7 separate regions of the Mus musculus genome follow, and regions 2, 3, 4, 5, 6 and 7 are each linked to region 1. Evidence: chromatin contacts called from public Hi-C, HiChIP or PLAC-seq and promoter capture Hi-C data. All regions are on one chromosome and are shown on one strand. Each heading gives the region's core, a stretch centred on a gene start, on an enhancer-like site or on the middle of the called end of the contact. The rest is flanking DNA. Distances are from core to core; before and after follow the strand shown. Region 1 holds the start of Nars2 (asparaginyl-tRNA synthetase 2 (mitochondrial)(putative)). Region 2 holds the start of Kctd14 (potassium channel tetramerisation domain containing 14). Region 3 holds the start of Thrsp (thyroid hormone responsive). Region 4 holds the start of Ndufc2 (NADH:ubiquinone oxidoreductase subunit C2). Region 5 has its middle 16 kb from the start of Alg8. Region 6 holds the start of Usp35 (ubiquitin specific peptidase 35). Region 7 overlaps Gab2 (growth factor receptor bound protein 2-associated protein 2).

Region 1 (3,225 bases), core at 449-2,948:
GAAACTTTGTGAATCAGAGAAAGTCTGGTAGCCAAGTCTTTATGTTGTAAGAGGAACAATTCATGGGTGTTTAATCACTAGGGTAACAAAATGAGTAAGAACATGGATGAAACAAGACTGTAAGTAACTTGGGGTATACGGCAAAAACTCTAAACTTCAGTTTCTTCTAAGCAAGAGTGACTGTGATGATGGAGTTAAGACGTGAGGAGTTCTTGGCAGGGAACAGCCACTCTGTGACACTCTACCTATCATTATGGCTGGCACGGTACAACATTCACGTTAGAAATGTCATTCCTGCTGCTATCGGGAAGGCGATGAATCTAAAGGCAGACGTGTGGATCCAAACACTGAAAGCAAATCAGAAGATAGAATTTAACACAGTAAAGGATAAACGGGAGCAGTTGGGTCTGAGCACAAAGCTTGCAGGCAGTGATCAGCTTTCACTACACACTTTAGATTACCCACTGCTAATTTCCCATTTTACCCACTGGGGTCCCTTTCCCTTGAGTTACTGAACAATGGTTCTCTGCTTAGTTTCCTAATTAACCCTTTGCCTTAAGTAGAGGAAGATAGTCTCCCTGAGACTTAGCAGAGCAAAGAGGAGGAAGAAAGATGAGACAGAAGAATTAACCTGAAGAGAAATTGAGCTTGCTGGTTGCTGGTTTCACTTTTTTTTTTGGGGGGGGTATCGAATATACTTTTATACTTTAAGATATAAGCTATCTCTACATATTTGGAAGGCTACAAGTTTTTGATTTTTCCTTTCTCAAGGTTCCAGAAGTGCCCCAAAGTATTTTTATTGGAGATATTTTCAAGTCTGTCCAGAGAAGAGTTTTACAATTCTTTCAGGCCATTTTCCTTCCCAGCAGATTTTCCTGTCCTCCTCTTACAGGAAAATTTCTGACATTCTCATCTGGAAAAATTCTAACCTTCCTCAAACTCAGCCTAATTATCTCTTTCTCTGGGTCGCCACTCCACTTACCACACACATATCTATGTGTGCTCTTGCTGGGTATAATGTGATGGTTTCTCTCGGTTTCTGTCTCACTGTCTCTTTGTCTGTCTCTGTGTCTCTATCTCTCCCTCTCTGTCTCTGTTCCCCAACCAACATCTTTTCATCATAAGCTCCTTGATGAACAGGACTATGTATGGTGTCTCATCGTGGCAACTTAATTAGTCCTTATTTTGACCTTTTCTTGTTTAACTAGATAAAAGCATTATCATGTGTCTCACTGAGTTACGAAAAAATATTTTTGTGTAAACTTAAAATGTAGCTGAATATATGCAAAGGCCATTTTTTTCTTTTCAAACAAATGCAAGTAAGAGAAAAGATTTGCCCATTCTGGCAGGCAAAGCTCCTTTTTAAGCAACGAATTGTTTGGCTACCACCCAACAGTGACTTCAGCAGGTACTACGTCTGGAGACTGACTTCCCAGAGCTCAGAACTCCTCTCCACCCCTAAGACTCTGCACAGACACTTGCCTTCTGCATCTGTCAATACTGCCCACAAGTATTCCTCAGTCTCCCTAGAGATGACCCAACAGTAGCTATTTCTGAGAAACCTGAGACAGCCCTTGCGCCTTAGCCCCGCCCACCTCAGCTCCTGCACCGCCCCTACCGGTGCGGCGCCTCACGAGCTCCCGGACACAATCACGCATGCTCAGACTCCACCCAGCGTGATGACGGAAGAGCGAGCACGGGGTGACGTAGCTCAGTTGCAACGTGCTTTAAGTCTGGGTCTGCACTCCGGTCCCATGTACGGTGTGACACTGACCGCTGTGTTCCGTGTAGTCGAACCTTCTGTGCTTTCGGGAGCGGGACGCGGAGGTGGGGTCCCGTGGGAACTGCTCGGGGCGCGGAGGGAAGAGCGACAGGAGCGCATGACGGCAGGACTGCGCGGCTGAAAAAGGCTGCTCTCGGGGACTGTGAGCCGGGACGTAGCCCGGCATCCCGTGGAACCCTGTCCGGTCTCGCCATGCTCGGGGCCCGGCGCCTGCTCGGCGCGCTGCGCCTCTGTTCCTCCGTTTCCTGCCCCAGGCCCCGCGCGTCTGCCAAAATGCGCGTGCGGGACGCCCTCAGGGTCCAGGACGCGAGAGGGGAGTGCGTAACGGTGCAGGTGGGTGTGTGGAAAGACTGCTGCCTGAGCTTGCTTGACTTGAGCTGTCTCCAGAGTCTACACTTCTGGGACCGCACTGTTATTTTTGCAAATCGTTCTGACGATCACAAGTGCAGCAGCTGAGTTTTCATGACACCTAGGGGTTTCTTGTAAACACTTTAATCATGCGGAAAAGTTGAAATGAACACTCCCTTATTTATTTATTTATTTATTTAGTTTTATAGTAATAACTTGGGATGCTTTGCCCTAGTTCCTTGAGAACAGAAATTCTGTCTTTCCTTTTTTCCTGTTCACCTGGCTGGCAGGAAATAGTGGTTCCAGGTGTGTCCAGCCTTTTGACATTGCAACATGAGGTCTCCACCTACCAAGTTCATACTTGAGTTACCGCCTCTACCCTCCAGTTAAAAAGTCTCAAAGTTTACGAGTCCGTGTTGGGCTGCATTCATAGCTATCCTCAGTTGCTCACTGCGGCTCATTGTACACAAGTTGGACACAGGAGAATCCATACCTTTTCAATTTCAGTCACTCAGGCTCCTGAGATTTCCATGTATTTAAACTAGGAGAAAGAGCAGAATGTTGTAGTTTGACAAGCTAAGGGCTGCAGTTGCCTTGGCTTAATTCGCTTGCCCTACTATGTAGCTTGTTACTTATAGGCATGTCACGACAGTGCCTCAGGCCCCAGTTTCTCTTATGAAAATGGAGATAATAGTCTATATTTTGGAGAGTTCTGAAAATTAAACGGGTTAATGAAGACAGGCTATTTAGAACAGAGGCCTCTCAGTCAGTGTTAGATGCTGTTATTTGTGACAGCTTTGAATAAATTCCTAAAAGCACAGAAAGAGTAAGACTGGTGCTTGGCTGTTTCCTCTTGAATTACTGAAATAAACTAATAGGTCTTACCCATATTCCTGATATCTGGCACTATGACCAAGCTGTTCTTCCTTGCATTTCTTTGGGTTTATTACTTGTTCCATGATCCCAATCAAAAGTTATCAAAACTGTTTGCTGTACTCTTTGTACCTTGATTTGTGTGATGAACAAAAGAAGAGTCAAAGATGAACTGAACCTACTACGGAGGTAACAGACCTTTTATTTGGGTGCTTAGTGGT
Region 2 (3,225 bases), core at 234-2,733, 500 kb after region 1:
GATCCCTTTACCAGAGTAGCCATGTTGCTGGATTAAAATTCCTCTACACACCCCAGGACCACCTGCCCAGGGATGGTACAGCCCATAGTGGGCTGAGTTCTTCCACATCACTCATCAATAAAGAAAATCCCAGCAGGGCAGTGGTGTCGCACGCCTTTAATCCTAGCACTTGGGAGGCAGAGGCAGGCGGATTTCTGAGTTCAAGGCCAGCCTGGTCTACAGAGTGAATTCCCAGACAGCCAGGGCTACACAGAGAATGCCGATAAATGCAGATACAAACTTGCACGAGGATGGTTTGCTATACTCGTTATGGTTTTCACCAGCAGATCCCCACTACATGACTGCTGTAATACTATTCTATTTTTCTTTTTATTATTTTTAACTGTGCGTGTTTATGGAGCAGCATGTATATGTGTATGTACATGTGCATGTGTATGTATGTGTGTAGAGGCTAGAAGACAACTCAGGTGTCATCCTGTCTGTCTTTACACAGGGTCTCTTCTTGGTCTGGAGTTCATCAATTAGACTAGACTGGCAGGCAGGCAGGCCCCAGGGATCCTTCTGTATCTATTTCCCCAGCTCTGGGATTACAAATTGTACCACTATACTGAGTTGTTGATTTTGGCTTTTGCTGTCTTGTATTGTCTTGTTTGTTTATTGTTTGCTTGTTTGGTTTTGTTTTGTTTCTGTTTTTCTTTTGAGATAGGATCTGGCTGGCCTGGAACTCGTTATGCAGAATAGGCTGGCTTCTGTCTCATAGGGATCCCCTGCCTCTACCTCCTTGGTGTTGGGATTAAAGGCATGCACCACCACACTCAGCCATAGTGAGTATTTTTAATGGCTCTACTGAGACACCTCTCCAGGCTTACTTTTTTCTTGTCTCTTTCTTCTCGTGTTGTTGGGAACAAGCAAAAGAAATTTATTTTAAGTACTACCATTTCACTTTCAGACTCTTTTAATCAAAGGGAGAAAAATAAATTCAAGGTCCCAGGCCTTAGGGCAGCTGGGGACTTCCCAATGGCTGAACATCTTCTGTTATACACAGTTGTCTGAGTCCACACATCTCAGGGACAACCTGTCCATCTTGCTGGCAGGTCAAACAAGTTCATGCTCCCAGGCCTAGGAATGAACACCTATCCCACTTCTGTTTTCTCAATTGTCTATTACCTGGTAAAGAATACAGAAAGTGCATACATTCTATAACTGCATAAACAATTGCCTGTTCTGCCCTAATTGACTACGTGCAGCCAAGCAGCTCCTTTTCCCTTATCAGTCTGGGCTCCGGACCTAATGTTTAGGAGAGTGAATCAAGGACCTTGAAGCCAGGTGCTTGGATGCAGCCCAGTCTCTGATGGCTACTCCCTTGTTTAACCCACAATGTCACACACAACTAGATAACACTGCACCCCCCCCCAGCCCCCATTTGCTTTGTGTTCCCATCCTTTAAAGATGGTGTACAATCCCTCTTCTCAGACATGTTTCAGATCCAGAACTGGCCACCTCCTTGAGTGCTCAGAAAACAAAGCTTTCATTTTTAAGCTTCCATATCTGAAATGAGTTTTCTCAACTTTTACCCTGAACCCAACAGTGTATCCCAAGCTGGCCTAAAATTTGCTATGTAGCCAAGAATAAGGATGATGTTGAACTCTGACTATCTTCTCTTCCTGCCTCTACCTCCCAAGTGCTGGAATTACAGGTATGTGTGCATGTGGGGTGTGCATGTGCCTGTGGGTGGGTGGATGGGGCTAAAAGAGGGCATCAGCTTCCCTGGAGCTGGAGTTAGCAGGTAGTTGTGAAGATCCTGATGTGAGCGCTGGGAACCAGACTCTCCTCCTCTGAAAGAGCAGCAAGCACTCTTAACTGCTGAGCCATATCTCCAGCCCCCATCTCTCTTTTTAACACATAACATTGCATGGCACAGACAGACTGTGATTTAGTCAACTGTTAACTATCTAATTTTGCTAACACAAACAGATCAGTGGCAAATACATTCACCCACATACCCTTCAGAACGGTGCTTTTTGTTATCTCTGTCGGATGGAGTCCCAAAAGTAGGGTTCTTTCCCCCACCCCTTTGGTAGAGATGGCCAATTAATGTCTAAAGGTCACAGCAGTTCATATTCCAATCAGCAAGGTTTGAGCACCTGTTTTCCTTCATCCCCACAAGTTCAGGCATTTTGTTCTTCTATTTTCCAATTTTCTTGCCTAAGAATAGTATACATATACACCGTTGCTCCTTCAAGGGCGTTTCCTGAGTTCCTTCTCAACTGCACTTATGATTTATTTCGGCTACTTGAGCTTTTCATTTTTGTGGGTCTATTTGACTTTTAAAAATCTCCGTGGTCTTTTTAAAAATTCGTACGTCCTTGTTCTTTACTCATGTCTAAGTCACTCTTTGGTTTTTGTTTTGTAGCTGTGTGGATGGGACTCCGGGCCTGGTGCACGCTAGGCAAGCGCTCCACCACTTAGCCGTGCCTGCAGCCCAGTGTGCTCAGGTTTTAGATGCTTGCTTTTATTTGTTTAATGACATTAAGTAAGCTCCCACTGTATCCCAACAGTCTCAGCACTAAGGGGCCCCCACAGGTTTCTGTTGACTTTTCCCCCTCTGCCTTGTTTCCTTTTGTGCTTTGTGGTTTTGAGCTGTGGGTTTGTTTGATGAACTGCTTGCTATCTGTGTACATTCTTTGAAACTTGGTTTAATTATACTTCCATTCAGGGAAGGTTTTGTTGTCCCCTTCTTTCCTTCCTTTCCTCTTTCCTAGTGGGGTGCCTGTATGTGTGTGTTTTGCTGGGGGTCAAACCCAGATGTCATACATCCTAAGGGAGTGTGCTACCACTGAGCTATAGCTCTGCTTCAGTTTTTATTTTTCTTTGCCAAGTATTAATTTGACTACCTAGTCAGTTTCATTTTTGTTAAATTTCTGGTGGTCGTCCCTGCTGCTGACCACACTGAGCCATAGATCCATCGGGGTTCTCCCCTGTAGCGTAAGTATTTTTAAAGAAGTCTTTTCTAGCACAGAACTAAGGAATAAAACAGACAAGTTTCACAACATCTATCTTTGAGTGGCAGATGGTTTTCTTCCAATTTACTATTTTATAGTCTCTGGTCTGACATCCTACCCTCAGAGAGCCCCAGGATTCGTCTCCTAGTTCCCCGTTTCTGAGAAATTACAGGTTACTTGAAGTTGATGGCTGCCCAAAGAACCAATGGGGTCCGTGCTGGAT
Region 3 (3,225 bases), core at 523-3,022, 470 kb after region 1:
CGTGCGATAACATGTGATAACGTGTGATAACATGAGATAACGTGCGATAACGTGTGAATACATGTGATAACGTGCGATTACATACCCTGTGTTGTTGAGAGGGCACGAGCACATACACACAGAATTCATAGTGCACATCTACACAAATACATCTCCCTTGGTAAGGTTCTTCACTTGCAAAACACAAGCAACAAACCTCATCTTTGGCAGTCAGGCACAGTGATATCTGCAATCCCAGAATTTGGGAGACATGCAGGAGCCTCCCGAGTTGGAGACCTACTTGGACAATTAGTGAGACTCCATTTCCAAAACATAAATAACCAAAATCTAAAAAAGCTCTCATCTTTGTAGGTTTATTCAGAACTTTTGCAGCAACTGAGGCAATGCTGGCATTTAGTGTGCAAAGGAGATCTATGGCAGCAGTGGCCTTAAGGTTTGGGAGTGGCGCATGCCCTGGAGTTAGAGTGTATGTATCTCAACTCTGGGGACAGCCCATGCTATAATCAGATTTTTTTTTTTAAGTTAACATAAAAGCTGGGCATGGTGTGCATGTCTTTAATGCTGGTACTCTGGAACCTGAGGCAGAAGAATCTCTACGTTTCCAGGTCAGGCAGGGCTTTATAGAGAGACCCTATTAAAAAATAAAAAGGAGAAAGGAAGCCGGGGAAGAGTAGCTATGACTGAGTCTGGGGTGGTGAGATAGCTCAGCAGGTGGAGTTCATCTTCCCGAGCCTGGAGATCTGCGCTTCATCCCTGGAACCCACATTAAAGCCAGAGGGAGAGAACTGACCCCACAGATCCATCCTCTGACCTCTGCAGACACCCCAGAGCACGCCATGTATGCCCCAAATGGCTCAGCAGATGAAGATGCCTGCCAGCAAGTCTGATGATCAGAGTTCAACCCCTCAGACCCATATGTTGTCTGTCCTCTGACCTCCACATACATGCACCCCCACTCCAAACACACACACACACACACACACACACACACACACACACACACACACACACACTCAGGAGGGATGTGTTCAGAGACTACAGTTCTGTCCTCTGTAGGAGGTCACGGTCATTTCTTCTCAATACTGGGTGAGAAGGCTGAGAAGTTAGGCTCAGTTCTGGGCCTTCCCAAGTGATAGTCCCAATACCCTGATGTGAGGGCTCACTTGGCCTCCTTCTACTAAGCTAAACCGCCATTTATCTCCTCCCTCAGAACACCCTTTATGGAGTATAACCCACTAGCACGGCCACCATTACCTTCAGAAGAGTCAAAGACCTACAGAACCTGCCCTGTCATTTCCTGGTATTTCCGCGTCACCTCCTGTGCTTTCCGGGTCAGGTGGGTAAGGATGTGATGGAGGCTGCAGAAGTGCAGGTGGAACTGGGCTTCTAGGTCCAGCTCCTCCGAGATCCTGTCTTCTTCGGCCTCCTCCGTTTCAGCAGCGTCGTTCTCAGCCTCGCTGGTTTCGTTGCCAGCCACCTTGGCCTGCCATTCCTCCCTTGGCAGCAGCCCGTGGTCCACTTCTACACAGATGCTCTTGAGCATGGTGAAGTAGGTATAGAGATCAGGGGCTCCGTCCTGGACCGAGCCCCCAGGCCCACTCAGCTGCACATCCCTCAGAAGGCTGGGGATCATCACCACCTGCTCCATGTTCCGCACCACCGCGGAGTACCGATCCATGACTGTCAGCAGGCAGTTCTTGGGATAGCGTTTCGTTAGCACTTGCATGGTTGCTTCCTTCCTCAGAGTCCGGCAGACTGCCCCAGCGCTATTTCTAGGCTTTTGAGCAGACAGCAAATTGACAGGATGCCAAAGCCCAACCATTGGAGCAACACAGCCCTGTTTTGAGCCAATCCCAGCGTTTGGTCCCCAGTGTCTGTATCAGGTGATCCATCTACCCAGGGACAAACCTGCCAGGCTTCTGCTTGTCATGACTGCTTCAGCAGGAGGCCAACTCTTCCTTCAGCAGCTCGCCCAGCCAGCTAGAGGAAAGCTGTGTCCCCTTGGCACCTAGTACACTTGACTGCAGGCAATCAATAGTTCTTTTAGGTTACCCGAAATCACATTACCTCGATGCTGCCTGCTTCCCTCCTAACGCACACAGCTCACTTCTTCAATCTGGGTACCTGGCTGTGAAATGAACAGAGGAACAGTATCCTGAACTGGAACAGCTCTGTACAGGACAAAGAGCCCCGAAGCCAGGGCTGGAAGTCCAGTCATAATGGGTATTGTCATGTTCAAGTCCCAACAGTCCTTTTTACAGGAGTACCTTTCCATCAAGCAATCTGAGAACAGAACTGTTGGCGGGACACAGTAGCCTAGGATAACCTATAACAGCCAGTAAAGACTTGGCATCAAATTGTTTCCTAAATTAAATTGGAAAAGAGCATTCAAAATGGACTATTCAAAATCGATATGTTAAAGAATCTTCCAGCTGTGATGCCAACACACTCAGGAGGCTGAGGCAGTGGGACTACCACCATTTGGAGGCCAACCTGGTCTTCATAATGAGTTCCAAGCCAGCCTAGGTTACAAAGTAAAATGTCTCAGAGAAAACCAAAACTAAAACCAAAATCAATTAAGGCGCCAGAAGATGTAGCTCAGTGGTGGGTGGGATTCACAACATGTAAGGGGCTCTGTACTTGATCTCATCAAAATAAATAGATAAATAAATAAATAAATAAATAAATAAATAAATAAGGTTTTTGGCTGGTTGTTTTTTTAAATATCTTATTTTATATATGTGAATGTTTTGCCTGTCTGTATGTCTGTGCACCTCGTGTGCCTGGTGCCTGCAGAGATCAGGAAAGGGGAAGGGAGTTTACAGATGTTTCAAGATACCATGTGGGTGCAGGTCCTATGAGAGAGCAAAAAGTGCCCTTTTAATTGGTGTTCTATTGATCCATTGCTAGCCCTGTATCATGGTTTCTTACATTTTCTGGGGAGAGATTCTTCCAGGGCTGACTCTGCGCAGTGCATCCAGCCCAAGGCCATGAGGCAGGAGGATGCCACTCACAAACCGAGAGGTTTGGAAATCTCCAGAGGAAGTCCTTTCCAGCCCTGGTTATGTAACTCCCTTTGAATCCACACTCAAGCCCCTAAGGGCATTACTCTCTGCCTTAGTGCCCAAGCCTAGGGCCACCAAGTGAGAACTGGCAAACAAAGTGTTCTGCTGCGGTCAGGTCTGGGAGGGCTGACTCCAGCGTGCCATGGACAATAGCCAGAAA
Region 4 (3,225 bases), core at 280-2,779, 450 kb after region 1:
GGGAGCTTGGGGGGCAGATCGGGAAAGAAGATAACATTTGAAATGTAAATAAATAAAATATCCAATAGAAAAAGAAAAGTAAAGAAAAGAAAAGTAAAGTAAAGAGTCCTCTTGGTGGAGTGGAGGTAACTAGAGTGGTATAGGACTATATTCCCAGCACTGGGAGTGGGGGTGGGGTGGGGTGCAGGACACTTACCATTAGTTTGAAGCTATCTTGGACTAAGTAGCAAATTTCAGGTCAGTTAGTGCTACACAGAGATATGGAAAGACCCCACCCCAGCCTTTGTTAGGCAGAAGGTAGAGGTGAGCAGTGGAGGTGTGGAGTCTCACTCTCACGGCGGGGCACTAAAGGAGACTCTGGCCCTGGTTCTTATAAATTCCCTTCCTCCTTCCAAGAAAGGATAATTAGCTAGTGGGCTCTGATAATTACCTGATGAAAAACCTTGAGCAAATCTCAAAAAGAAATAAATAACTTCCAGTTCAGACCAGTGTTGGACAAAGATACAGGGAAAAGAAAACCATTTCAACTTGCTAATTACATGGTAAAGTTAGGTAGATTCCCAGACCGTATAAATAGTCTCCCTTTCTCTTACTCAACCCCGGTCTGCGCAAGCTGATGCAACTGTATTGCTTTTATGTATTGTCTGTCTGTTTCATCTATTTTAGGCAGGGACTTGTGTACCCAAGAATGACATACTGCTTGCCAACTGCTAGGATTACAGGCACCACTACGATTTTAAGAGAGATTTGCTCACATGCTCCATTGCTTTTATCTGTGTGTCTCACTGGATTTTCCTCAAAGAGTACAAGTATTGAGGAATATCCCCGCACTCGACTCTTAGCTGGTATTTAGTACTCCTGTCTTAGAAGCATATACATTTTCAGTATCAGGAAGGGCTTTCCAAAGGGAGATGTTCAAGTACGGAAAGTCCTTTATTTTAGGTGAGCGGAAAGAGACTAGGCAATCGCTTGATAGAACTTTAGGAATTCCTTCTTTCACTCCTTAATCCGTTGGGGAACACTTCTCTCAGCCACGTACATAGACCTGAAGGCCTAGGGGGAACCATTTTAGCAGACTATCGCCAGAACTGAATCTCAAGGTTAGGGTAAATGATTCGCTCCTGACCTCCGAATACCCTGGTGCTGACCTTACCTTCATTTTAGGCTTTGGGGGTGGGGGAAGTAACTGCAAACGAACTGCTGGAACCCCAGAAAGCTTGCTTTTATAGGCTTTAGATAAATGAACTAGCCATTATGACCACTTGTAGATGTTGATTTTTGGATGCTAAGATAATGTTTTCTGAAGAGCCATAGGCCTGGGGGCAAGTAAGTGAGAGACAATTTCGATTGTGGTAACTGGACTACATACATACATACATACATACATACATACATACATACCAATGTTTCCTAGCCTTTGCCCACTGTGGGTTATTTATTATAACCCCCCCCCACACACACACACACACACACACACACACTACAATGTCAGCGCAAGCCTTCACGCGTTGTGGGCCACTTAGAAGCCCGGAACCTCGCGTGCAGAGGTTGCTAAGGCTGAGCGCACAGGGAAGCTTTTGGGTGCTGCACCGCCGTACGCAATGCCCTTCAGCCTAGAGCGCGGAGGAGGACGGTAGCTCGGTCACGGCGTTTGGAGTCGTTGTTTTTCCTATAGTTGGAGTCGAGGTCAAACCTCTCGTGGAACCTGCCTCAAGATGATGAACGGCCGGCCGGGCCATGAGCCCTTAAAATTCTTGCCGGACGAGGCCCGGAGCCTGCCCCCGCCCAAGCTGAACGACCCGCGGCTTGTCTACATGGGCTTGTTGGGCTACTGCACGGGCCTGATGGACAACATGCTGCGGATGCGACCGGTGATGAGAGCAGGTGAGGGCTGCGGGCGATCCCGCTCGGACGAGGAGCTGCAGGGTTGCCCGCTGAGGTCATCTGTGCTCTACGAGGCCTTCCTGCCTAGCTGGGGGCGCCTGGCTCTCCCAGGGCGTGCATCCCCTCTCGGGTTCTCAGCGCCAAGAGTAGCCACATTGAAGAAAACCAAGTGCAGTGCAATGGGGACTTCTAAACCCCACGGTTAAGTCTGCGAAGGACTCAAGAAGGGCTCCTCACAGTTCGCGTTGTACTTCGTGCTAAACGGTTGCCCAGCCCATTTCTCTCAGACGTGAGAAAGTATTGTACTGACGAGAGCACGAGACCCAAGCAGAGTTAAAGCACCTTGCCCACGGTCTAGTTAAAGAGAGGAGCTTGTGTTGTGTTGGTGTGTGCTTAGAACCAGAGCTTCTCAGAGTTGGAGTGCATAGAAATAATATACAGTTAAAATATTGGTTTGATTCATAAGGTCTGGGGAGAGGACTAATGTGGACAAAACTCCAGACGCTACTACTGCCCTTATTCTGGAATAGGAGACTGTCAATAAACTAGCAAGCTGTATATTCTAGTTTGTCACTGGCTTCTGGTCACGATTGAGAATAGCTTAGCTTACACAATGTAGCTGTGCTAAGAACTGTAGAATTCCAAAGATACATGTAGAAGCAAACTAACTGTCTTTGTTATAGTTATTCTTTATATGGGGGGGGGGGTAGAGGGGAGATAACAACCTGAATTAGTTCTCTCTCCAATACCGTGTCAGCCCTGGGGATTGAACTCCCCAAGTCAGACTTGGTGGCAAATGTCTTTATCATGTCACTAGATGTGAACTTAACTTTGAATATCAAGCAAGAGTTAAAAGAACTTCGTATGTCTGGGGGTGGGGGTGGGGTGTGCAAGGCGTTCTGAAAGTGGGTGAATTTGATTACTTAGCTGCAAGATTACAGTGATAAGGCTGCAGAGGCTATCAGACGAGGGCAGTTTATTCTCTGGGTGGGGAAGACATGAAAACTTTTGAGAACTGAGGAAGTTCAGTGGTGAGGGTCAGTTTTGTCAGCAATCTAAACCATCAGTTGGCGCCAAGGACCACAGCACAAGAATGCTAATGAAATGGTTCCAGCCACTAGGACTCATCCCAGCTAATCGTCTGTGTTAGACATGAAGGTCAGCATCCATGACATCCTAGGGTCACTGGTCACTAGTCCTCAAATACTATTGGAAGCCAATATGTCTTGGAAATGCTCGTTCTCTCTCTCTCTGTCTCTCTGTGTGTGTGTGTGTGTGTGTGTGTGTGTGTGTGTGTGTGTACACTCACACACACGTGCACGTGTGTGTCTGATCATGCCT
Region 5 (3,225 bases), core at 224-2,723, 400 kb after region 1:
TCTCAATGCAAGCCTAGACTTGCCCCCAAGTGACAATCCTTCCTTAGCATCCTAAGTGCTAGGACTACACACGTGGATCACCATATCCAATCTAAGGAAACTTGATAGTTACTGGGAATTGAACCCGGGGCTTTGTGCTTGCTAGGTAACCACTAGGTTTTATCCCTGACTACAAAAACCAAATCTCTCTTTATTTCATAAGAACCTATATCAGATACTTTTTATAGTCACGGAAAGCTGATTTAATGCATAGTTTTTCGATGGATACGTAATGTACCTCAATCTTAGACTTAATGGCCTCTAAAACTATGAGGGAAAAAGTTGTATCCTTTAGGGTCTGTTTCAGAGCCAGGATACTCACCAAACTATGTACAAAGCCCTAGGTCCTATCCTCAGCACTGAAACAAGGCTTTCTCCTATTGGTTATAAACCTTTCTGTTTATTATGTTCCCCCCACCCAAACTATGACATCTGCAAACTCTGCTAAACAACAAACATATCCCATAGATGTGATCTGTGAGATCATAAAACCCATATAGCCACATTTGGGAAGGCTGGTGGGAAAGAGAGGCGGGCTCCATGTAGCATGGACCTACCTCAAAAGCAGACTGGCCAGCCTGGTGATGCTTCCAGAGACATATCACCTCGCTCTTTACAACCAAATTTACCTCTCTGCCCTCATTTAACCTCTGAAGAGAAGCTGCTGTAGCTGCACCTGGTTTCATAGATGAAGACACTGGGGTGCAAGCAGGTGAAATGACTTGCCTGTGGTCACACTGAAGTACAGTGCCCTGCACATAATATGCTTTTAGCTAACATTACATTTAATTAAGTAGCATTTAAGTGGCCTAGTTGGGGGAAAAAAAATCTTCCTAGGAACTGATCAGACTGAGTCCCCTTTCAAAGTTATATCCATTCAACTGTGAAGCCAAGGACAGAATAGGATGCCCAGTGCCAAGGCTCACAATCAGACTTTCCTTTTGCAAATGACTTTGAGTGAATCTCTTCACTGTCCTGGGCCTGAAAGCTTCCTCAGCAAAATGCAACATAGCAGCTATTCTATCTACGAGCTAGAAGTCTTTTTCTAGCCAGAGCTGGATGGTAAGATCACCTTCCTACCATAGAAACATCCCAGCAGAGCTCAGAAAAAGCCATGTTTGGTTTCAGGCATCTGTCAGGCAGAGGACTGGACTCTTGTGTTTCCAGTCAGCCTTTCATCTTGTGTCATGAACGTGTAACCAAGATGCTAAGTTGATGAGCCATCATAAGACTATTTTACACTGTGTTTCCCAGTGTGGACTGGATTGCACTAAGTGCTATAGGGATAAGTGGCCAGGCAAAGTGAAGTCACTCAAAGAGTAGGTCACACCAGGAGCCCTCGAGAAGCTTTTGTGAGGGTGTGGCTCATGGTGTCGCTGCCTCCTTGACAGGAAGCCAGAGTAGACAAGCAACGCTCCCAGACCCAACTTTGCTGAGGAAGACAACAGGCTCATTTTTAATCAGCTGGTGACAGAAAGCAGAACCTTCAGGGACTTTCCAGAATGTCACATTTGTTGGCTACTTTTGGCACAGAATCAAAAACACTAAGTTGAAAGCAAGCTTGGGACAGGCCACTTAAGATGGAGAGGAAAGAGATCTGCTGTAAAAGTCCAACAGAGAAAGTTTGGATCCTGGCTCTGCCGCGCACCTTGAAACAGCAGCACTGTCCTGTTCAGTCTCGATGGCGGTGTGTAGAAATGGACATGAAAATGCCTGCAGTCGGGAAGATGACCAGCTGAGGCCAGCCTGTGCTGCCACAGAGAGTGCGACTGCCTCCTGCCTGCATTCTTTGTTTTTCTCTCCAGGCAGCTGTAGCCATGGGAGGTCCTCAGCTCGGTAAATTTCGCAAGGCCAGACTCCAGGGCCCCTGACGCCTCTCCTCTCTTACCCACTATGCTGTACATAAAAGCTTCTCTTCATACTTGGAAGCCTTTCTCCTTTCAACCCCTTGGTCAGTGAGTAGTAGCTCTGAAACAAGAACTCAAAGCCATAGGTTCATTTCCTAGGACCCACCAAAACTCAAGTGGGACATAAGCAGTGCTTAGATTTCCCTAACAGCCAGATTTGGATAGTTCTGCCAGTGATTGCCAGCCTGACCCTACACCTTCTACTCCTTTGCAGAAACCTGATATTGAATATCAGCCAGACTCTTAGGCTCCACCCAAATACCCACACCGCTCCTTCTTAAGTAGATCTTGCTGCCAAGAGCCAGAAAACTAGACATACTATCTCTCATCGATCAATACATATATTTGTCTCAAATTCCAGTATCAATAAAATCAGGATAAAACTTAACAATTAAGAGTCTAATTATCAGCTTCTATTCCTATGTGATAGAACATAAAATCAGCTTGTGTCTTGCCGTTGTCATAGGTGAAGTAAAATCCGTCGTGGCCTAGCTAAAACCCTCACTGTGAGTCTGTGCAGTTCCCTGCACTGTTTAGGCTCACTTCTTCCTGAGTTTACCATCTTATCGCCACCCATTCTCCCACCTAGGCCATGAAGCTGGCCATCAGCCAGCCAAGCAGAGAGGCCTTCAAAAAAATCAACCCTGCTGACACCTTGTTCAAGGGCCCCAAGACTCTGGAGAAATGAGGAAATCATCTGCCTTTGTTTAAGCTGTCCAGCCTTAATTACTTTGTCCTAGAAGCCCTGTGAGAGGAGAAGGAACTGGAAGGAGGCCAAGAGGGAGGGAGAATCTTGCACTCCCGTTTTCTGCGCTGCAAACCATGCCCAGGTCCCAGGACACAATGAGGCAGAGCAAGGGAAACCATACCTGGAGCTCCCATTGATACTCTAGAGGCTGCTAAAATCTGCATGCTTTCTGCTTTGCTTGAAAGATTTTTCTAGTTAGGCATGAGTCCTAGCACTTGGATCCCTGTGAGTTTGAGGCCAGCCTGATCTACATAGTGAGCTCCAGGATGGCCAGGGCTCCATAGAGAGACTCTGTCTTAAAAAGAAAAAATACATATAAATCCAGACAAGCCAGAAGAAAACTTCCTCTCCAACGGAAAGAGGAAGGAGGACCTGCTTGGTGAGTTCTGTCCAAGTTGAGTCAGTGCCCTGCTGGCCAGTCCCCAGCTAGAGTCTGGAGTGGTTTGTTCTCATGTGTTTGAGGACTGGGTCAGCAGAATACATCTCAGGATTGTTTGTCTGTTTGCCCTTGTTGCCTCATGACTCCAGACA
Region 6 (3,225 bases), core at 472-2,971, 380 kb after region 1:
CTTTCCTGGCTAATTCTGACTCATCCTGCAATGCCCAGTTCACAAGCCATTCCCTGTCCCTCCACAGAGCGAGTCTCTAAGCTCCGGTTCCCAGGCCGCCTTGGCTCCTTCATCCTCTGCAGTCTAACTTGCTCCAGCACGCTCTCTCTCCTACCTGGCTAGGGTCTGACTCTGGAGGAAGTAGATCCAATCCTGTTCTGTACACAGCGCCCAGGATGATAGTGTGCCCAGGGGCAGAGGTGGCCATGTATCTAGGTGTGCCTAGATATTGATGAGAGACATTTGGTAACAAAACGAGATAAAAATCAAAGATGTGACCAGAAAAGTAGTATCCAGAGACAGAGTTACCTTGAGGCCAGTCCCTGTCCCTCCTCAGCCTGGGCCTGGACTCTAATATCCATGACCCTTGAACATCTGCGAGATACCTCACAGAGGCCAAAGAAGACTCAGCCATTCCAGAAATGGCCCATACAAACAAGGCAGAAAAAACAATAAGAAACCCCAGCTCCTGGTTAGCCCCTGGATCTGCTGTTCCCAGATCTCCTCAAAGGGGAGGAGGGAGGGTCTGCAGGTCCCTGCCCTGCGTTGGGGAGGAGGGGGTTCATCTGCTGTCCTCTCAGCCCCTCACATTCATGCCCCCACACCCTGACTCCTATGGACGCCAGGGTTCACTCGGGTCTCTTGGCAGCAGAATGTGTTTTAACTCAGTGTCTTACCAAGGCAACCCTAGCATGGCACCCTTCCCCCTAGGAGGCCTCGACCAGCCCCAGGCTGGGTCCTGGAAAGACAGGAGTGAGGGCTTTGCTAGTGACAGGCAAGAACAACCCTGTTACTGAAGAGGAATTAGAGAGATGGAAGAGAAGATGAAGAGAAGTCCCCTCTGGGACTGTCCACACTCGCCCCTGATTACAGAGCCACCACTCACTAACCTCTGCTAACCCAGCCCCCACTCCCAGCCCAGACTTTCTCTGAGGGAGGACAGGCGCTTAAGCTTCAGTTCTGCAATCTGCAAGCGATGTCAAGGCCCCCGGACTCCAGGACAAAGATGATCAGACTGCCTCTGGATCCTCAGTGTCTACTCCAGTTGGGCCCCCTCTCTTCCTTCCTTACGCCTGTTTAGCCCAGACTGGGGGTTCTCCGCAAAAAGATTGCCAGGCGTCATGGTTCTAGTTGTGGCTGCTCTCAGGACTGAGAGGTACAGAAGCTGGAACTACTCAGTTGATGAAGGAGATGGTTAAGGCTCAGAGAGGGGCAGTTAGAAGGCCAAGGTCACACAGCAAAGGCCCAGAAGCACCTAGATCCCCCACCTTCCAATCTCGTGCTCTCAGAGTCCTAAAGATAAGTAAGGAGCACTCGAAATGTCAAGAGTGCAGACACTGCCCCCGCCCCCCGACATGAGCACTCAAACACCCAAAGCCCCCTTAACTCCTAGACTTCAGAGGGCCTTACCTTAGAACCCACTCCTGGGCGGGGCGCATGGGCCGGACTAGACTAGGCTGGGCCAGTCGAGGTCAGGGCGGGTCCTCCGCTCCCCTACCGAGGGGTCCCAGACCGCAGGGATGCTGCTGCTACTTTGTGATGTCCAACTCCACCCACCCCGCTCCGCACAACCCTAGATGGACCTGGGCAGTGCAACTGCGCGGTCTCAGAGCTGCGGGACGGAACTGGGAGAGGGGTGAGGTGCGGGGAAACGGGGCGGAGCCACAGCGGGGGTTACCCTGCGAGCTCCCAGTCGGGCCGCGTCCCCTTTAAGGCCAGCTGGTCCCAGTGCCGGCGGGGCGGGCCAGTAGGGGGCTGGCTCTCCGCGTAGCCTCCTGGGAGGTGGAGTCCGGGCCCGGCACGCGGCACAGGAAGGAACGCAGAGGGGACTACAAGTCCCGGCGGCCAGCGCGCGGCCCGGGACGACCCGCCCCTGCCCCAGCCCGGCCCACCCCCTAGCGAAGCTGCGCTGGCTGGAGGGGAGGCTGCCGAGCGAGGGCAGGAGGTGGGTGCGGTGCGCAGGGGTTTCGGGGAGGGCTCTGGACCCAGCGGACGCATACATGTCTTTCCGGGCACCTGTCCTGCCGTGAAAGGTCATCTGTCGCAGCCTCGCTGTTCTCATCTGTGAAATGGGGTAGCCCCGCCCGTGGCCGCGGGGGAGGGGCGCGTTTCGGGGTGAGGGGGTAGACCGAACCACCTGAGGGGCGGGGCTGGAGAAAGGGATGCGCTGTGGGAGGAGCCTTTGGTGGGTTAGGAAGAGGAGCCGAGTCTCTAGGTGAGAAGGGGACCTCTTGTTTGATCAGAAGGGACCGGTTCCAGAGCTGAGGAGTGGGTGCTGGGTTAGGTGGGCGAGCGCGAGGCGGACCACAGGGATGACAGGGACCCCTCCCAGCTCTAGTGAACCCAGGGCGTGTGGATGTACACAGCACCATTCTTTCCATGTGACTAGAAATAAAGAGCCCATCCCTGGAGCTCAGTGCGTCACACACATACTCATTCTACTCACATCCCGCCAAGGCCTCACCGTGATAACTGTTTCCAGTTGAGCAACACACCTGATAAGTGACTTGCCCCCAAAAGCCTTCAAAGACCCTGCCTTTCTCTGCCCACAGGGGAAACAGAGGTTTGGTCTGGGGTGACAGGAAAGAAGCAAGCATTGTGATGCCCCACCCATCCAAAGTTGTGCTCCAGGACCTGTGCCCTAGCACTTTCAATGCCCAGCTACAAGGCAACCCAATGCCCCACCCATCCAAAGTTGTGCTCCAGGACCTGTGCCCTAGCACTTTCAATGCCCAGCTACAAGGCAATCCAATGCCCCACCCATCCAAAGTTGTGCTCCAGGACCTGTGCCCTAGCACTTTCAATGCCCAGCTACAAGGCAACCCTTCTATGGTGTCTTCAGGCTGGAGCTATTTGAAAGCCCTTTGTTTACAGTTATCACTGTTGGGAGGAGTGGGAAGGCCACAGGAAGAGAAAGCTGAAAGGAGGTGTGGGTGCCTGAGGAAAACCACAAGATGAGCCAGGGTGGCTAGGGAAAGTTCTGCCTGCGGTTGAGGGATGGTGTTGGGACCATCTTCAACAAAGCATTTCTGTGCAAGCAAGGAAATGCCTCAGGTTGGGTGGTCTCTTCTTCCAGCCCACCCCCACCCCGCCCTGATGGGCACAAATCCCAGTGCCCCTTGTGTGAACTGAGGGGAGCAGCCTGTAGGCCTCTCAGAGATAGGACAGGGCAAGGTGGCCGTCAGC
Region 7 (3,225 bases), core at 263-2,762, 350 kb after region 1:
AACCCCTGAGCCATCTCGCCAGCCCAATAACAAACTTCTTTAAAGTCTGAGAAAGTAAGTGTCAGGTCAGTCATTAGCACTCTGATCCAGAAGAAAAATCAGAAGGAAATAAGTTGGAGTAGATTGGGTAAGACCTGAACATGTGAAAAATCATTATGGGTAATCATCATCATTTCTGGTTTCCCAAGACCAGAGTCAAGGCAGAAATGAATTGAAGAAGGAAGGTGTCTTCCTTAGGGTTTTACTGCTGTGAACAGACACCATGACCAAGGCAAGTCTTATAAAAAGCAACATTTACTTGGGACTGGCTTACAGGTTCAGAGGTTCAGTCCATTATCATCAAGGTGGGAACATGGCAGTATCCAGGCAGGCATGGAACAGGCAGAGCTGAGAATTCTACATCTTCATCCAAAGGCTGCTAGTAGAAGACTGACTTCCAGGCAACTAGGGTGAGGGTCTTAAGCCCACACCCACAGTGACAGACCTACTCCAACCAGGTCACACCTATTCCAACAAGGCCACACCTCCAAATGGTGCCACTCCCTGGTCCAAGAATTTACAAACCATCACAGAAGGTGACTGGTGCATTCTGGAAAATGTTCATTTTTACTGCAGAACAACACACCTAGGAGGTTCTGCCACTGCTGGGGCGTCTTCCTGAACTGCAATCTTTATATAGCTAAATCCCACTAACCCCACTTTTTAAATTAACAGATACTATTGTATGATTTTATTACAATACTAGCTTCTGGTAGCCTCATTATGCTCTGTTCCTATGAGATTGGTAATTTGGATTCTATGTGCATGAGATGCAGTATCTGTGTTTCTGTCTGCCTTGCCTTCCAGCATGCTTCCTCCAGCCTGAGCAGCATGGAGAGCCTTAAAGTTGCCAAGTTGTTTTAAACATCTTTGGCCCCAAACTGAAATGCCTTTATTTTGTTTTGCTGTTCTTTTTTCTCGACTCACTCAGATGTGATGTCTGTGAAAAGGCCTTTCTAACATGACCCCACCAGGAAAGGTTAATATGTGGCCACTGACAGACTCATACTTGACTGTGGTAATTTGCAGGGATGGCATCTCCTGTGATTTCTAAGCACACAACACCTCTGTATCCATTGTGTCTAGCCTAGATGGGGAGGAAGACATCAACAAGTATTTGTCGAATGAAAAAATCAGATTAAGACATCTAATGAGAATTGGAAATTCAAAAACAATAATAAGATAAAACATACCAAGGACAAATATGAACACTCTGTACCTGCCATTGATTCTCCTGCCTCAGCTGTGATGTTTATCTATCCTGGGCCTTAGCTCTTGGCTTGGTTATGTGAATGGAAGTGACTGGAAAGGGAGAACAAACACAAAAACCTAGGTAGAGGGGCTGGTAAATTTGGGGGGACTGAATATTAGGACCACCAGTGGCCCATGTTAAGGGGAACCTGGCCAGCATACTTGGTTCCATTCATCTGTTTAAACTTCTAGGCACTGTTCTCTACTACCACCTGGTGGCCACATCTATAAATAGCAAGTTCCTCGCGAGGGAGCTAAGGGAAAGCAGATGATGATCCACCAGTGGTTCTCAGTTCAAACATCACCCAGGAGAACACAGAGGTGTGAGTGTGAACCTGCACCTTATTCTGGTAAAGTCTCCAAGAGCTTACTAGGTTTCTGAAGATACCTCTGGTCTACAAAAGACAGAACTACTGCTGAGGGTTGATTCCCTTGTCTCCCGCTCAGATGAAATCCTCCGAAGGATCATCAGAGACAGAAAGCAGGCCTGGTTCCCTGCTACTCATCCTCCAGCTTAACACAGTACTTATGCAGAACCCAGTTTAACAACCACTCTTGTGAAATGGAAGGCTTACAGAGCCTCTGACCCAGGTTGTAACTAAGACTAGGTCTCGTACCTAGGAGAACATCATGCTGATGTTCACAGGTAGCAATGCTAGGACTAAGTATAAACTTCCCTTCACTGTTACTGTCGTTAAAGGTGGCCTTGCTTCCCAGTACCATCATTTAAAATGAATAAAAGCAATACCATTTTCTACCCTACTAGAGTTCTCAAATGGAAGTCATTTTACCAACAGTTTTAGATTTCTGGAGAGAACCAGATTCTTCTCAACAAACCATGATTCCTGGTAGAAGATAAAGCCTATAGCTTAAATTTAAATTGGTTCTTTAAAATACAAGCACCAGTGCCCACGAGCGGACTTTAAAGAGAAAAAACTAAAACTCAGATTTTCTGTTTTCTCCCACAACTTGCCATATGTGTGCTCTTTGGTCATTCAGAGAGTGAGCAGGTTATCAGTATGACTGTTTATTTGCATCTCTGGGGCCCAGGAATGACCATATTCTCTGCTAGGAACAGCCACAGAGAAGTCCAGGGGCTCAAAAAGGTTAACATTGCTGGAGCATACACCTGCTAAATACACTAGAGTTGACTTCCTAAAGAATCTTCAGATGATTTGAATTACTATTTTGGAGATGCCTAAAGTAAAAGTCCTAAGATTACACAGTTAATATGTGGTAGGGACTAGGAAGAACTGGGGTCTGCCTGACTCCTCAGTATTCCCACAACAACGAGCTGCGTGCATTGAACATCCTCTGTCCTCTTCTCACTGTCCCCTTCTTGTCTCTCCTTTAGGAGTGCCAGCTTCTCTCAGGGCACCCGGCAGAAGAGTGATACAGCTGTGCAAAAACTTGCCCAGAGCAATGGACACTGTATCAACGGCGTCGGAGGTCAAGTCCATGGCTTCTATAGCCTTCCCAAGCCAAGCCGACACAATACAGAATTCAAAGACAGTACTTATGATCTCCCACGGAGCCTGGCTTCCCATGGCCACACCAAGAGCAGCCTCACAGGGTCTGAGACTGATAACGAGGATGTGTACACCTTCAAGATGCCCAGCAACACCCTGTGTCGGGAACTTGGAGACCTCCTTGTGGACAATATGGATGTCCCAACCACTCCTCTCTCAGCCTACCAGATCCCTAGAACTTTCACACTGGACAAGAACCACAATGCCATGACAGTGGCCACTCCTGGAGATTCAGCCATAGCTCCCCCACCCCGGCCACCCAAGCCAAGTCAGGCAGAAACACCTCAATGGGGCAGCATTCAGCAAAGACCTCCAATCAGCGAAAATAGCAGATCTGTAGCTGCTACTATCCCCAGGCGCAATACCCTCCCTGCAATGGACAACAGCCGACTCCATCGAGGTCAGT

Evidence for each region. Promoter capture Hi-C pulls out the DNA fragments that hold promoters and counts their contacts. A called contact is a pair of places that touch in the nucleus more often than the background predicts. HiChIP or PLAC-seq counts read pairs in DNA pulled down with a chosen protein or histone mark.
Region 2: a contact with region 1 is called in a FOXA1 HiChIP or PLAC-seq map of pancreatic cancer cells. The contact joins the promoter of Kctd14 here to the promoter of Nars2 in region 1. A contact is called at or near these places in 8 of 39 promoter capture datasets (the C10 cell line, the HPC-7 cell line, HPC-7-derived erythroid cells and 5 more), 1 of 115 datasets of contacts at active chromatin or transcription factors (pancreatic cancer cells) and 1 of 9 other capture datasets (liver).
Region 3: a contact with region 1 is called in an H3K27ac HiChIP or PLAC-seq map of cardiomyocytes, with 5 times the contacts expected there. The contact joins the promoter of Thrsp here to the promoter of Nars2 in region 1. A contact is called at or near these places in 5 of 39 promoter capture datasets (the C10 cell line, HPC-7-derived erythroid cells, neutrophils and 1 more), 3 of 484 Hi-C or Micro-C datasets (the G1E-ER4 cell line, cortical neurons and erythroblasts), 4 of 115 datasets of contacts at active chromatin or transcription factors (astrocytes, bone marrow-derived macrophages, cardiomyocytes and 1 more) and 1 of 9 other capture datasets (adipose tissue).
Region 4: a contact with region 1 is called in a promoter capture Hi-C map of liver, with 2.1 times the contacts expected there. The contact joins the promoter of Ndufc2 here to the promoter of Nars2 in region 1. A contact is called at or near these places in 10 of 39 promoter capture datasets (the C10 cell line, the HPC-7 cell line, HPC-7-derived erythroid cells and 6 more), 3 of 484 Hi-C or Micro-C datasets (bone marrow-derived macrophages, cortical neurons and erythroblasts), 4 of 115 datasets of contacts at active chromatin or transcription factors (bone marrow-derived macrophages, cardiomyocytes, extraembryonic endoderm stem cells and 1 more) and 3 of 9 other capture datasets (adipose tissue, liver and macrophages).
Region 5: a contact with region 1 is called in an H3K27ac HiChIP or PLAC-seq map of bone marrow-derived dendritic cells, with 6 times the contacts expected there. The contact joins the enhancer-like site here to the promoter of Nars2 in region 1. A contact is called at or near these places in 10 of 39 promoter capture datasets (the C10 cell line, the HPC-7 cell line, HPC-7-derived erythroid cells and 7 more), 1 of 15 datasets of contacts at CTCF or cohesin (large pre-B cells), 10 of 484 Hi-C or Micro-C datasets (the AML12 cell line, the G1E-ER4 cell line, the HPC-7 cell line and 7 more), 8 of 115 datasets of contacts at active chromatin or transcription factors (the 230-238 cell line, acute myeloid leukemia, bone marrow-derived dendritic cells and 5 more) and 3 of 9 other capture datasets (adipose tissue, liver and macrophages).
Region 6: a promoter capture Hi-C map of the HPC-7 cell line shows a contact between it and region 1. The contact joins the promoter of Usp35 here to the promoter of Nars2 in region 1. A contact is called at or near these places in 23 of 39 promoter capture datasets (the 3T3-L1 cell line, 3T3-L1-derived adipocytes, the C10 cell line and 15 more), 4 of 484 Hi-C or Micro-C datasets (CD4 T cells, bone marrow-derived macrophages, embryonic stem cells and 1 more), 17 of 115 datasets of contacts at active chromatin or transcription factors (the 230-238 cell line, the HPC-7 cell line, acute myeloid leukemia and 13 more) and 4 of 9 other capture datasets (adipose tissue, liver, macrophages and 1 more).
Region 7: a Hi-C map of bone marrow-derived macrophages shows a contact between it and region 1, with 29 read pairs. The contact joins the enhancer-like site here to the promoter of Nars2 in region 1. A contact is called at or near these places in 27 of 39 promoter capture datasets (the 3T3-L1 cell line, 3T3-L1-derived adipocytes, the C10 cell line and 16 more), 1 of 15 datasets of contacts at CTCF or cohesin (large pre-B cells), 47 of 484 Hi-C or Micro-C datasets (B cells, the C3H10T1/2 cell line, CD4 T cells and 37 more), 25 of 115 datasets of contacts at active chromatin or transcription factors (the 230-238 cell line, the HPC-7 cell line, acute myeloid leukemia and 18 more) and 4 of 9 other capture datasets (adipose tissue, liver, macrophages and 1 more).

The regions. Positions count from the first base shown.
Region 1 is chr7:96,949,829-96,953,053 of GRCm38.p6, forward strand. Nars2 (asparaginyl-tRNA synthetase 2 (mitochondrial)(putative)) reads left to right here and starts at 1,699. Exons shown (of 14, transcript NM_153591.4): 1 at 1,699-2,116. The coding sequence starts at 1,976.
Region 2 is chr7:97,449,851-97,453,075 of GRCm38.p6, forward strand. Kctd14 (potassium channel tetramerisation domain containing 14) reads left to right here and starts at 1,484. Exons shown (of 3, transcript NM_001136235.1): 1 at 1,484-1,696. The coding sequence starts at 1,635.
Region 3 is chr7:97,415,778-97,419,002 of GRCm38.p6, forward strand. It overlaps Thrsp (thyroid hormone responsive), which reads right to left and starts at 1,773. Exons shown (of 2, transcript NM_009381.3): 1 at 1,255-1,773. The coding sequence starts at 1,726. The coding sequence ends at 1,274. It overlaps Gm32945 (a long non-coding RNA gene), which reads left to right and starts at 2,876. Exons shown (of 3, transcript XR_378347.2): 1 at 2,876-3,225.
Region 4 is chr7:97,398,474-97,401,698 of GRCm38.p6, forward strand. Ndufc2 (NADH:ubiquinone oxidoreductase subunit C2) reads left to right here and starts at 1,530. Exons shown (of 3, transcript NM_024220.2): 1 at 1,530-1,884. The coding sequence starts at 1,716.
Region 5 is chr7:97,353,843-97,357,067 of GRCm38.p6, forward strand. No RefSeq gene overlaps it. Among named protein-coding and RNA genes, the nearest start is that of Alg8, 16 kb to the right of the region's middle. Within about 2 kb of position 1,474, at least 115 of the 459 cell types and tissues checked have an H3K27ac peak or open chromatin away from gene starts, as enhancers often do. A contact at or near this core is called in the AML12 cell line, the HPC-7 cell line, acute myeloid leukemia and 6 more, where this site is marked.
Region 6 is chr7:97,330,388-97,333,612 of GRCm38.p6, forward strand. Usp35 (ubiquitin specific peptidase 35) reads right to left here and starts at 1,722. Exons shown (of 11, transcript NM_001177412.2): 1 at 1,450-1,722. It overlaps Kctd21 (potassium channel tetramerisation domain containing 21), which reads left to right and starts at 1,936. Exons shown (of 2, transcript NM_001039039.3): 1 at 1,936-1,984.
Region 7 is chr7:97,296,184-97,299,408 of GRCm38.p6, forward strand. Gab2 (growth factor receptor bound protein 2-associated protein 2) reads left to right here. Exons shown (of 10, transcript NM_010248.2): 4 at 2,645-3,219. Among named protein-coding and RNA genes, the nearest start is that of Usp35, 34 kb to the right of the region's middle. Within about 2 kb of position 1,513, at least 4 of the 459 cell types and tissues checked have an H3K27ac peak or open chromatin away from gene starts, as enhancers often do. A contact at or near this core is called in the G1E-ER4 cell line and bone marrow-derived macrophages, where this site is marked.